Linked DNA regions of Sus scrofa: all the other regions are linked to region 1. A link is a contact called in public Hi-C and HiChIP or PLAC-seq data. All regions are on one chromosome and are shown on one strand. Each heading gives the region's core, a stretch centred on a gene start, on an enhancer-like site or on the middle of the called end of the contact. The rest is flanking DNA. Distances are from core to core; before and after follow the strand shown. Region 1 holds the start of TSSK6 (testis specific serine kinase 6). Region 2 holds the start of RFXANK (regulatory factor X associated ankyrin containing protein). Region 3 holds the start of TMEM161A (transmembrane protein 161A).

Region 1 (4,367 bases), core at 242-2,741:
AATGTAAAGTTCAATGAGTTACAACAAAGTATTCTTAACTCTTCTTTACATTTTCTGTATTTCTCCGTTAATCCTGAGTGCAGAGTATGGGTGCCTTTTACTTTCTCTCTTACATTTTACCCAACAAAAAATTTTAAGGATGCATATTCCTGGGATATCCTGCAGGTGGGGCCCCCAGCGAGGAACCACCGCACAGAACATCTTTAAAATTCCCTCAGTATTCCGGGTTTCAGCCCCAGCTTTGCTCTGGATGGCCCTGGTGGGAGGTCACATCCTCTCTCGGGTCTGTTTCCCCACCAGTGAACCGAGAGCGTGGCGGAAGGCTCTCCGCACGGGTTAAAAAATTAATCTGTTTAATTACGAAGTGGGAATAATTAACAGGACTGGCCTCCTGGGCTGTTAACGAGAAAGATGTAAAGGGCTTGGTAAACGCTCGAACAAACTGCAGCAGTTGTTCTTAATGTCACTAGTGAAGGTATCTGGGATCCCGGGGAAAAAGCAGGCGCGCTAGACTCCCCGCGTCCCAACCCCGCCGCGGCGCCCAGAGGGCCTAGACCCTGACACCCCGGCACAGGACGACACTGACCCGACAGTCCTCGACGTGGGAGGTTCCGCTTGTAGTCGATAGGGCCATAGCCCCCTGGTGGGGGCATGTCCTGCTTCACCTTCGATGCCGCCATACTTGCAGTACCTTGCACTTCCGGTCGGGAAAGGAAGTTACACAACGTATGCCTCCACCATAAGGAGCGTGGCGGAAGCTGCCGCGCAGGTCTAGGACCTAGCCGGGAAACCTGGCGCTCTGCTGCACCTACCCCAGCGCGTGGTAAAGCTCCGGCAGCTGGGCGGGACAATGACTGTGCCGCCTAGCTGCAGCCAAAGAGTATCGGCTCCCAAATAGGGCGTGGCTCAATCAATGTCAACGCCCTCAACAGGCTAGGGCGCCAGGGTCTTTGCACCAAAGCACTTCCCATTCACCTTCCCTATGAGACGACGTGCAGACCAGACAATCCCCAAGCGCCGGATGGAGCCAGGTCTCTTTCCCATTTTCTCCCCTTGGGGGGCCTCCTCAGGGTCTGGGCTGGGCACATGAAGTTGGGGGTCGGCTGCTCCTCAGCTTCGGACGCCATGAGCTGCCCCAATCCTGGGCACGGATTCCACTTCTAGTGGTAGGGACCCCTTGATAGTGTCCTCTCATCAGGAACTGAACCATTCGGAGCGATTATGAGTCACAAAGCCCTACGGTCTTAGGGAGCACCACAGGACAGGGTCTGGGGGCCCCCACCCCGAGGCGGGGTGACGCCCGCAGTCACTTCACAAGGCAGAAATTGTTACCTGGGCAATAAAAGGCACCGCGGCGGCGGGGGCCCGGGAGTGGGCACATGGGGGTGCGGGTGTGCAGGTGCCAAGCGCCATGGGTTAGGCCCGAGATCGGAGTCCGGCCGCCCCCCGACAGCAGCCGTCTCCTGCTCCCCACGCGCCCCAGGCGCCACCATGTCGGGCGACAAACTTCTGAGCGAACTCGGCTATAAGCTGGGCCGCACAATAGGCGAGGGCAGTTATTCCAAGGTAAAGGTGGCTACATCCAAGAAGTACAAGGGCACAGTGGCCATCAAGGTGGTGGACCGGCGGCGCGCGCCGCCCGACTTCGTCAACAAGTTCCTGCCACGAGAGCTGTCCATCCTTCGGGGCGTGCGGCACCCGCACATCGTGCACGTCTTCGAGTTCATCGAGGTGTGCAACGGGAAGCTGTACATCGTGATGGAGGCGGCCGCCACCGACCTACTGCAGGCCGTGCAGCGCAACGGGCGCATCCCAGGGGGGCAGGCGCGCGACCTCTTCGCGCAGATCGCCGGTGCTGTGCGCTACCTGCACGACCACCACCTGGTGCACCGCGACCTCAAGTGCGAAAACGTGCTGCTGAGCCCTGATGAGCGCCGCGTCAAGCTTACCGACTTCGGCTTCGGCCGACAGGCGCACGGCTACCCGGATCTAAGCACCACATATTGCGGCTCAGCCGCCTACGCATCGCCCGAGGTACTCCTGGGCATCCCCTACGACCCCAAGAAGTACGACGTGTGGAGCTTGGGCGTCGTGCTCTACGTCATGGTCACCGGGTGTATGCCCTTTGACGACTCCGATATCGCTGGCCTGCCCAGGCGCCAGAAGCGCGGCGTTCTCTACCCTGACGGCCTCGAGCTGTCCGAACGCTGCAAGGCCCTGATCGCCGAGTTGCTGCAGTTCAGCCCGTCGGCTAGGCCCTCCGCCGGCCAAGTAGCGCGCAACGGCTGGCTGCGTGCTGGGGACTCCGGCTAGAAGCCGGGGTTCCCACTATTCCCGCTGCCCCGAGCACTGCGCAAGCGCAGCGTACGCGCAAGAAGCGCGCTTCCGGAGTTCTGCGAAGCCGCCGCGCACCGCTGCGCACGCGCCCTTCCCCTCATCCCAATTCTTTCGATGCCGGGGGCCTCGGTGGCCCTTGTTCGGAATCTAGCTCCTCCTCCACAATCCCAAGAGCGGGAGGGCTCATGCCCTTCCTCTATACCCCAAGAGAAGCCCAGAGAGGGACCCGGACAAGAGGAGAGAGAAATTTTGCGCCATGCGGAATGAGCGACGGCTACGCGAGGGACGGTGCCTGCTTAGAGCAACTGCTGGCGAGCGGTCGTCCGCGGAGAGCCTCGGTCCCCAGCCAGACGCGCATGCCAGTGAGGGAGGGCGCGCTGCAGGTGCTGCCTCCCTTGGAATTTGCAATAAACTCGCTCTTTCTAGCACCTGGCTCTAGCAATGGCCCGCTTTTATGGAGCTTAGCGGGAGGGGATCCCTCCCCGGGGACAGGCTTTCTATTTTAGGAAAAGGCTTGTGGAGGTTCTTGCTCTAAGAAAAAAGGAGTTGGGAGGATTTGAACCCCCGCCTTTTGGGCTTCCCACCTTAGGCAGACTTGAAGGGGCTTTGGAATCATCTCCAGTGTGACGATGGTCCTGGGAATGGAGATGATGAACTGGGAAGCAAAAGGACCCCAGCACCCTTTTGGTGTTTAAGGGTGGACCGGCGAGGGATAGGGGCCGCCTGTCTCTACAGAAACTGAGCATTTCCAAAAGAGGAAATTGAGGCCCAGACAGGTATCACTTGCCCAAGAACAGCTGAGATTTGCACCCGGATGTGTAAGAAGTGCGGCAGGGAGGTGGAGGAAGCTCTCCTTAGTGAGGGCCCCTTGTTTGGTGAGGGTAGAAGTCTGTTGTTTGTTTGTTTGTTTGTTTTGCTAGGGCTGCAGCTGCAATATATGGAGGTTCCTAGGCAGGGGTCTAGTCAGAGCTACAGCTGTCAGCCTATGCCACAGCAACACCAGATCCAAGCCGCATCTGCCGCCTATGCCCACAGCTCGGGGCAGCTCTGGATCCTTAACCCACTGAGTGAGGCCAGGGATCGAACCCACAACCTCACAGTTTCATTTCCACTGCGCCATGACGGGAACTCCAAGGGTAGAAGTCTGGGTGGAGAGTCAAGGGTGAAGTCCTCCTGCTGGCTTCATTCTGTACTCTCTTCATTCGTGCATTTATCGAGTGCCTGCTGTGTGCCAGATCCTGGGACTCAGCCAAGTGGTTTGGATCCATCCCTGCCTCAGCGATGGAGCGAGTAAAATAAAAGAATGTCGTTAAAATAAGATAATCGTAAGTTGTGCTAAATGCCACATTGGGGGTGAGCAAGGAGGGACTGAAGTAAGGACTTTTGAACTGAGCTGAGAAGGAATCAAAGGCTGAAAACAGCAGAAGGAAAGTGTTCCATGTGTTCCTAAGACAGGGTGGAGCTGATGTGTTGAATAATGCCAGGGAGCTCCTGTGGCTGGAATGGAGGGGAAAAGGAGGTGGAGAGGTAAAGATGTGTGTCTGGTGTCTGGACAGGGACCCCATAGGGCCTGAGGAAGATCAGGGGGGTTAATTTGCCCATGATGAGGTCACTGGCTTTGGTGACAGTGGCTACTGTCATTTGGGGTGTGTTGGAAACACCTCCCTAAGCCTTTATCCTACCTGCCTCCACCTGAGCCCAACACCCCTGAGGAGGGTTGTCAACTTGTGGGTCTGACCATCCCCCATCCCTACTCATTCACCCTCCATGGCTCTTGGGTACACTGGTGATTATGTGGCAGATCTCCTCTCACTGCCTTCAATAGACTGTGGTGTGGGTGGGAGGGATGGACTGGGGATTTGGGATTGGCATATGCACACTGAGGTATAGGACATGAATAGCCAACGGGGACCATACTGTATAGCACAGAGAACTCTACCCAGTATTCTGTGATAATCTATGTGGGAAAAGAATCTGAAAGAATGGATATATGTTTATGTATGACTGGGTCACTTCGTTGTATGGCAGAA
Region 2 (4,387 bases), core at 1,139-3,638, 270 kb after region 1:
CCACTGTGGCTCAGCGGAAATGAACCTGACTAGTATCCATGAGGACATGGGTTGGATTCTTGGCCCTGCTCAGTGGGTTAAGGATCTGGCATTAAGGTGCAGTGTAGGTCACAGACTCTGCTCAGATCTGGTGTGGCTGTGGGTTGGCTGGCAGCTGCAGCTCCAATTTGACTCCTAGCCTGGGAACTTCCATATGCTGCAGATACGGCCCTAAAAAAAAAAAAAAGAAAGAAAAGAAAAAATTCCTTAGGTCCTCATGTCAAATGTAGAATTATCACCTGATCCAGTAATTCTACTCTGAGGTATCTACCCTAAAGTGTTGAAACCATGTGTCCTAAGAAAACTTGTATATGCATGTTCATAGCAGTATTATTCAGTCACTAAAAGGGGAACAACTCAAATGTCCATCAATGGAAAATAAATGTGGTCCAGCCATACTATAGGATATAATTCAGTTATAAAAGTGATGAGGCACTGACACATGCCACAATGTGGGTGAACCCCAAAAACATGCTGAGTAAAAGAAGCCAGACAGGAAAGGCTACATGTTTTATAGGAAATGTCCAGAATGGGCAAATCCATAGAGACAGAAAGCAGATTTTGGTTCCTGAGGGCTGGAGGAAGGGGATAGGGAGTGATGCTAACGGGTCTGGGGTTTCCTTTTGGGGTGACAGAGATGTTCTAGAACTACATAGAGGTAGAGGTTACACACAGTTGTGAATGTACCATTGTAAGCAATTCTGATTAAAATGATAACTTTTTTTTTGGTCTTTTTAAGGCCACAGCTGCACTGCATATGGAAGTTCCCAGGCTGGGGGTCGAATAGGAGCTGTTGCTGCCAGCCTATGACAGAGCCACAGCTACGCCAGATCCGAGCCACATCTGCGACCTATACTACAGCTCATGGCAATGCTGGATCCTTAACCCACTGAGCAAGGCCAGGGATCTAACCTGCAACCTCACCCTTCCTAATTGGATTTGTTTCTGCTGTACCACGATGGGAACTCCGAAAATGTTAACTTTTATGTTATGTGGATTTTACCACAATTAAAAAAAAAAGAAGTCCCTGTTGTGGCTAAACAGTAATAATCCTGAGTAGTGTCCATGAGGATGTGGGTTCGATCCCTGGCCTCACTCAGTGGGTTAAGGATCCAGCATTGCCGTGAGCTGTGGTGTAGGTCACAGACGCCACTCAAATCTGGCACTGCTGTGGCTGTGGCATAGGCCGGCAGCTGCAGCTCTGATTCAACCCCTAACCTGGGAACTTCCATATGCCATGGGTGTGGCCCTAAAAAAGACCAATCCTCCCCCGCAAAACAAAAACAAAAAATAAATTAACAATCCCTCACTGGGTAGAGAGACAAGACATGTCCTAGGTGATGGGTCAGAAAGACAGAGGTCCCATCTTGAGCCCAACATTCCACCGTTCTTGCATCCCACAAGCAGGAGCACAGGGGAGGTATCCTACCCTGAGGTGAGGAGGTGCCAGCATCTGGTTCAGCAATCCCAGGCTCTGGGGTGCAGGGGAAAAGACTGAGGACCACAGTGTCTGAACTGTCAGGGGCCTCATCCCTGGGGTCTTCTGGGTCCCCAAATTCTGGGGTGGAAGCCTGCTGGGTCAGGCTGAGATCCTCTGCAGGGTGGGTGGGCTCCATGGGGGAAGCTGGTGGAAGGGTCCAACAGGTAAAGATGGCAATAATTATCAACAACTCATTAAGTAGGCACTGACTGCATACACAGGCTTGCACAGTGAGGTTAAGTCAACTTGGACTCAGCCAGGAAATTAAAACCAGAGTCCAACTGCTTCTCAGGCCCACTACTCCCCACCACCAGATCACATGGAACCTGCGTGACTTAAAAGCCCTGACTCTGGGGTCAGCTACCTGGGTTTGAGTCCCTCCACTTTTAGGCTGTGAAAACTTGGGCACATGACTTAACTTTTCTCAGCCTCAGTTTCTTCATTAATAAAATAGGGAAATAAGATCTAAAAAAAAAAAATCATGTCTGTAAATATCGGAGCAGGATACCTGATACACAGGCAGAGCCTAATAAACGTTCGCTATGTTTTTTTTGGGAGTGGGGGTGGGGTAAATTCCCGGAATGAGTGAGGGTTCAACAAAGATGTGATTGTTTGCATCCCACCTGCCCCTCCTAAACCGATCTAGGGGGTCCACTCACCTCCCACGAGCCTCCTCTGTTACCCTACGTCGCAAGCTCGAGTTCCCCCAAACTTGGGGGTCCAATTCACAAACTTTTCTCTTCCAACCGATGTAGGAGGGAGCAAGATGGAGCCTGGACCCTCTGCGCCTTGGCTTCTTCTGCCGGGACAGAGAGCAACTTGATACGCGACCGCTACCCCCACCCTAGCGTTCCCCCCACTGCGCCTGCGCACCCCGCCCCCCAAAAGTGCGGAAGAGCTGGAGCGATATAGCTGCTTCTGGCCCTTTAAGGATTGGGGGAGAGGCGTTGCTTCCACTGGGGCAAGAGCCGTGCAATTGCGCCTGCGCATGCTCGTCCCCGAGGCTCCGGAGGGAGCCCAGAAGGGTCGTGAGGGATGGGCGGGGCCTCGAAGAGCACCCCAGAGTTCCCTGCCCTTGTCTTCCCTCACCGCCAACTCCGCCCGCAGGTTTTTCTAGCTGCAACCTATAGGCTCCGCCTTCGCACAAACTAGCTTTCTACTGTAGGAGAGCCGGATGGAAGTAGGCAGGGCGTCCAGGATTTAAAGGGACGACGCCACTGCCTCCCTTCCCCCCACGCCATAACAGTGTCCCCTCTGCGGTCCTGAGGGCTCAGGAGCATGTGCAGGAATTTGGTGGCAGCAGGGGGGATATAAGAAGGGAGTTTATATGACCCGAACTGGGCAACGTGTAGGGTGTTCCCCCAAATTGTCTGCCTCGGGAAAAGAGTTCCGTGAGCGAGGGAGCACTCGCCCCTCCCTCCGACGGGGTGTCCCTCCTGGAAGTTCAGGGAATCTCCGCCCTCTGAACACCCACCTCCCTTTTTCCCCGAGTCCCTCACTCAGGGCCCCTTTCCTGTCAGGGCAGAGGAAAGGTTGAACAGAGTAGGCCAATTAGTACTGGAACTGATGTGAGGCGCCCTGTTTCGTAGGGAAGGTTTAGGCAGTTATCCCCACCTCCAAACTTCCGGTTCCGGCCCTCCGAATAGGGCCGAGGCCGCTATGGAGGAACCAGAGATGCAGCTCAAGGGGAAGAAAGGTGGTGCGGGGGCCCAGGCGGGGTGGAAGGGTTAGGAACTCGCGAAAGGGCGACCTGACTGGGGACAGGAGGGGGCCAAGGCATGGAAGGAGAGTTTGGGGTCAGTGATTAAACTGCCACGGAATCCCGGCTCGGCCGCTGAGTAGTTTTGAAAACCTTTGGGAAGTCTGTGTCTCGATTTTCTCATCTGTGGAATGGGGAGTATAATAGTCCTCCTCCTTCCTCCCATAAAATTGTTGCGAGAATTAAGTAACCTGATTATTTGTAAAGCATTGCAAGAACGTTTGGGGCGTGGCATTTGCTGCGTATATTGTTTCCTTTGTACTTACACATTCGTTTATGTTTACATTGACTTATAAACTATTTGTAAGTCACATAGTTAGAAATTACAAAATGCTACAAGCTATTTTTAACGTATTAGTATCTATGTTACTTCATCATGTACATTATTACTTATTAAATTAATTGTTTATAAGTCACAAATACATTTCATTCCACATCCTTCATAACAGCACTGTGAGGTGTAAGCTTTTTCTACTGTGCTAATTTTCAAAATGAGGCCTAAGAGGACACACAGTTTGGAGGTGGCAGTCTGGGCTCTGCCCCAGTCAGGACACAGCAGCAAACTGGACCCTCACAAACTGGACAGACCCATGCACAACCTCCCTCGACTCCCAGACACACATGGTTTCTCTCCTTCAGCAGCTTCACTGCCTGAGCAATAGCATGATATCCATCTGTGTAGCAAACCTTGAGGTAGGAACTGTTATCATTCCATTTTTACAGGTGAGGAAACCGAGGCTCAGAGAAACTCCTGCCCTCACAAATCAAGTTTTAGGTATGGACGTAACCTAATAAAGAACGAGAATTTTAAGTACAAGGGAAATAAACAAAGGTTGAGAAGGAGATTGAAGGGATATCTGATTAATCTTGGTGACCAGGGAAGGCTTTGGCCAGAAAGTGACATTTGAGCTGAGACATGAGGGTTGAAGAGAAATGAGGGGTATGTGTGGGAGTGGGGGCAGTGGCAGTGGCAGTGGCAGGAACAACAGGTACAAAATGCTGAGGTGGCAGTGTTCAGATCTGTGCTGCAATACAGGAGTGACTAGGTATTTATGTGTATTTAAATTAATTAAAATTAGGTAAAATTTAAAGGTTTTTTTTTTGTTTGT
Region 3 (4,579 bases), core at 1,183-3,682, 320 kb after region 1:
GGTGACCTCAAATGGCTAGGGGAAAACAGTGGACTGTGGGGATGGGGCGAGAATGGGAAATGGAAGCCACAGAAGACCAGGCAAGAAGAGACTGAAGGTCGGAGATGATGGAGGCCGGACTGGGTGGAGGCTGTGTAGGAAGCGAGGCTGGATAGGACAATGGTTACACTTGGAAGGTGAAGCCATCAGGAGAGTCTAACAGATCAGGCATAGATTGTGAGTGAGACTTCAAGGCCAACTTCAGAGTTTGAGTATAAACACCTGGGCCAGGGGCAGAGCTGCCTTTTCTGCAATGGGGAGGCTGCAGAGGGAAGATGCAGAGCTCCTGGGGTCCAAGTGTGTGTCAGCTCCCATGACTCAAGACATGGGGCTGCTGTGCCACCTGGACTCATAAACCCTACGTCCAGGGGCAAAGTCAGGGTTCAAAGGAGAGCCTTGGGCCTCTCAGAGCCTCAGTGTCTTCATCAATTTAATGGAGACAATCATCCCACCACTCTAATCTGCTGGAGGGAGCACTTGAGTGAGCTCTGCCCTCAGCCTGGCACATAGTGGGCCTGCAGATAATGACCCTACTCTTTTTTTTCTTGGTCCTCTTTTTCTGAAACCCTCCTCCAAACTTCAGTTTCCCTGGGGCCCATCTGGATGTTGTAGTCCTGAGGGGCATCTCACCATCCCCATGTAGGTCCTGGGAAATCCCAGTGACCCTCACTACCACTGTCACCCATGCTCTCTCAGGCCAACACACTGAGTCCAGAGGACCAAAGTCACAAAGAGCAAATCTCCTGCAAACAGACACGCACATGTGCTAATAAACAAGACAAAAACACCCACAGAGACAAGGCAATCAACAATACAGGATCTACTCACAGGCCCCATAAAGACTCTCAGACATTTTTTTTTTTTTTGTCTTTTTGCCTTTTTCCAGTGCCACTTCCCACGGTAGATAGAGGTTCCCAGGCTAGGGGTCTAATTGGAGCTGTAGCCACTGGCCTACACCACAGTCACAGCAACGCAGGATCTGAGCTGCACCTGCGACCTGCACCACAGCTCATGGCAACGCCGGATCCTTAACCCACTGAGCAAGGCCAGGGATTGAACCTGCAACCTCATGGTTCCTAGTCGGATTCGTTAACCACTGTGCCACAATGGGAACACAAAGACTCTCAGACATTTAGTCAAACGCATACAATATGTCCAGATTTGGAGTTCCCATCATGGCTTAGTGGTTAATGAATCCGACTAGGAACCATGAGGTTGTGGGTTTGATCCCTGGCCTTGATCAGTGGGTTAAGGATCCGGCGTAGCCATGAGCTGTGGTATAGCTTGTAGACGCAGCTCAGATCTGGCATTGCTGTGGTTCTGGTGTAGGCAGGCGTCTACAGCTCCGATTAGACCCCTAGCCTGGGAACCTCCATATGCCACGAGAGCAGCCCCAGAAAAGACAAAAAATAAATAAATAAATAAATAAATTTTTGTTAATTGGCTGCACCCAAGTCATATAGTTTCCTGAGCCAGGGATCAAACCTGAGCCACAGCAGTAACCAGAGCCACAGCAGTGACAATGCCAGATCTTTAACCCTCTGAGCCACCTGGAAACTCCAGTTTTCTGTTACATGAGCCAAAATTTTCCCTTTTGCTGGAGACTTTTTAAGTTGGATTTTTTCTTCCCCCTTGAAACCAGAGTTCTGGCTGATGGAAATGAAAAAGGCTTTTGCCAGGTGAAAAACAATGAGAAAGGAGCCACTCCAAGATGGAAGATGGCATTTACAGAGGACTGGAGATGTGAGAAAGCATAGATGGTGGCTAGCTGTATTATCTGCATGTAATAGCGTTGGCAGTAGATTGCAGGCAGGCAGAGGGGTCTGAATTCAGTTTGAACAACTGGGAGTCTATTCAGTGGGAGCCACCGAATTCTTTTTTCTTTTTTAACAGCTGAGCCTGAGGCATATGGAAGTTTCCAGGTTGGGGGTCTATTCAGAGCTGCTGCAGTTGGGGGCCTGTGCCACAGCAAGGGTGGAGTCCTAGCCACGTCTGCGACTTGTCAGTAGCTTGCGGCAACGGGCAAGGATCCTAAACCCACTGAGTGAGGCAAGGGATCAAAGCTCCATCCTCAGGGACACTATGCTGGGTTCTTAAGCCACAGAGCCACAACTGGAACTCTTTTTTTTTTTTTTTTTTTTGCCACCAGATGTTCTTAATCAAGGGAGTTCTGCAGTACGTGGGTAAATGAGTGTATTCGCCTCAGACTTGCTAAATACGTGCAGGTGAGGAAATTGAGTTTTAGAGACAGCGGCCACACAGGGGTCGCAGAGACAGTCTGGACTCAACCTCTGCCTAAGCTCACCGAGCGCCTTCGAACTACAACTTCCGACATGCAACGCGAGCGACTCCTTGTCCCTAGTGATTTGCCCCGGCTCCAAGCGTGATGATTGGTTGGATGGGCTGCTTGTCATACCAAAGTAGTGTTCTGAATGGCCGAGTTCCGCAAGGAGCTCGGAGCTTCAGGCCCGTGGGTCCCAGCACCGCGCTCCCGCCGGCAACATGGTGAGCCGGCATCTCCTAGCATGGGGGGCGCCCTGAGGGCCTGGGATTCCGCCAAGGGGATCCCGGGAGACATTGAGGAGACGGGGAACCTTTTGTGGGGGTTGAGTGCTTTGAGGAACTCTGGGTCGCGCTGAGGGCCATGTGTCCCTCTTTGGAGTCAGGATCTCGCTACGGGACCTATGAAGGGTTCGGGGATTGTGCAAGGAGACTTGAAGGCTCTGAGCAATTCTGGGCTTCTGACGAGTCCCTGGGGGGGCCCTCTAGGAGACTGGTTCTGCTGAGGGTTCGTCCATGGAAGGTACTGGGGATCTGAACACATTCAGAGCCCCTCGAGGGAGATCTTGGGTCCTGCTGGGCCCACTCTGGGGATGTTGTCCTGTGGGAGCTGTGGGGGCCGCGCTGACAGGGTCCATCGGGGGTACCTACTCGTATGAGGTGTGCAGAAGGACCAGGGAGAATCCTTAGAGGAGGGGGCCATGACAAGGGGCTCTGGCTTCAGAGTAGGTGAGGATCCCAGAATTGGAGACATCACATTTGAAACCCTCAGGTCTCACGCAGTTCTGGGTCCAACCCATTGCGTTTATTCTTCAAGCTTAGCCTGGCCCCTGTGGGCTGGGCTGGTGCCAGAAGAGGGAGGAACCGCCCCCCCCCCCAACCTCCCCGCCCCAACCCCGAGTTTGGACTGGACAGAGGGAAAGATAGGCTGGAGGGGTGGGAAGGCAGCTTCATCTTGGTTGGGTTGGGGGTGGGCGTCCCAGAGAAGGGACGTTTTAGGTGGGTCTGAAGTAAGAGCATTGATGGAACTGGTTGATGAAAATGGATGATGTTCCAGGCCTGGGTTCTGGACGCTGTGAACGGTGAGAGGAAGGGCTCTCAGAAACGGAATGGAGGAAAGTCACATTGATGTTACTTGGCAAGATTCTGGGATCATAGGTCCATTGAAGGGGCTTTAAACAGGGAAGGGACATGGGCTGATGGGAGGTTCCAGAGATTTTTGGAGATCTGCAGAGCGTGGACCCAAGACTGGAGGCTAATGGGGGTGGCCCTGGATAGACCTCTGGAGCCTAGGTGGAGGAATGAATGCCTGCCTTCCCCCTTCCCTTCTCATACTCCTTCATCCTAACATCCATCCTTCTGAAGCCTCTACTTCTCCCTCCTTTTTCTCCCTCTCCTTCCTACCGTCCTTCCTCTCCTAGGTATTGGGACCGCAGTTTGAACCATAGGTCTCCTCCTTGGGAAGGTGTCGGAGAGTAATGGGGTCAGTGATGGAGAACTGGGGGCCCTGGAGGGCCTCTGAGGGGGGCTGCTGGGGGTTGGGGGAGAGCGCAGGGCAATGAGGCAGGGTGGTCCTGAGCTGGGTCCGCGGGGCCTTGAGGGCTGAGGAGCGGAGTTGGACATTTACTATGAGACTGGGAAGGACCTGGGCTGCCTGGAGGAGCCCACAGTCATGCCCACGGGAGTGATGGGTGGGTGCTGGGGCCTCCGGGGAAGGGGCTGGAGGAGGCATGGTCTTCCAGCTCAGCAGAGAGGTCTGAACTGGAGGTGCTGTTGGGCTGGAGTCGTGCTGGGCTGGGTCGGTGGTGAAAACCCTGCCAAGGCACAGGTCACAAGAGAGAGGCACCTGGAGAGCAGCTGGTGGGTTTCCGGGGGCGGGGGAGGGGAGAGTAGAGGAGGGGTCCTAAGAGGAAGGGCGGGGCCACTTAGAAGGTCCTCCCACTGGGCTTGGAGGGGCCCAACCTCCATTAGTGCTATTGGTCATTAATGGCTGCTAGCCAGTCTGCACTTGGATGGGAGGGAGGCTGAGTAGAGGTCAGAAAGATGACAGCCCAGCCTCCTTACTGGAAAAATGATCCCGTTCTCAGTTTACAAGTCATAGGCAGAGCGAAAATATCCTTCTAGTCAGTTATTTTAACGATAGATTGATTTCTCAGCAGTCATTCTGAATTACAGCGCTAGGCCTGAGAGCCCTAGAGCTTTTCTTTTTTTTTTCGTTTTTTTTTAGGGCGGCATCTGCACATTTGGAAGTTCCCAGGCT

The links. A called contact is a pair of places that touch in the nucleus more often than the background predicts. HiChIP or PLAC-seq counts read pairs in DNA pulled down with a chosen protein or histone mark.
Region 2: an H3K27ac HiChIP or PLAC-seq map of alveolar macrophages shows a contact between it and region 1. The contact joins the promoter of RFXANK here to the promoter of TSSK6 in region 1. A contact is called at or near these places in 2 of 5 promoter capture datasets (fetal skeletal muscle and liver) and 1 of 2 datasets of contacts at active chromatin or transcription factors (alveolar macrophages).
Region 3: a Hi-C map of skeletal muscle shows a contact between it and region 1, with 3 times the contacts expected there. The contact joins the promoter of TMEM161A here to the promoter of TSSK6 in region 1. A contact is called at or near these places in 7 of 47 Hi-C or Micro-C datasets (alveolar macrophages, brain, fetal liver and 4 more).

Annotation. Positions count from the first base shown.
Region 1 is chr2:58,409,631-58,413,997 of Sscrofa11.1, forward strand. TSSK6 (testis specific serine kinase 6) reads left to right here and starts at 1,492. Exons shown (of 1, transcript NM_001287411.1): 1 at 1,492-2,313. The coding sequence starts at 1,492. The coding sequence ends at 2,313. It overlaps NDUFA13 (NADH:ubiquinone oxidoreductase subunit A13), which reads right to left and starts at 784. Exons shown (of 5, transcript NM_001244646.1): 1 at 587-784. The coding sequence starts at 680.
Region 2 is chr2:58,681,391-58,685,777 of Sscrofa11.1, forward strand. It overlaps RFXANK (regulatory factor X associated ankyrin containing protein), which reads right to left and starts at 2,389. Exons shown (of 9, transcript NM_001243347.1): 1 at 2,179-2,389; 2 at 1,469-1,663. The coding sequence starts at 1,655. BORCS8 (BLOC-1-related complex subunit 8) reads left to right here and starts at 3,118. Exons shown (of 7, transcript XR_300545.3): 1 at 3,118-3,215.
Region 3 is chr2:58,726,306-58,730,884 of Sscrofa11.1, forward strand. TMEM161A (transmembrane protein 161A) reads left to right here and starts at 2,433. Exons shown (of 12, transcript XM_021083443.1): 1 at 2,433-2,544. The coding sequence starts at 2,542.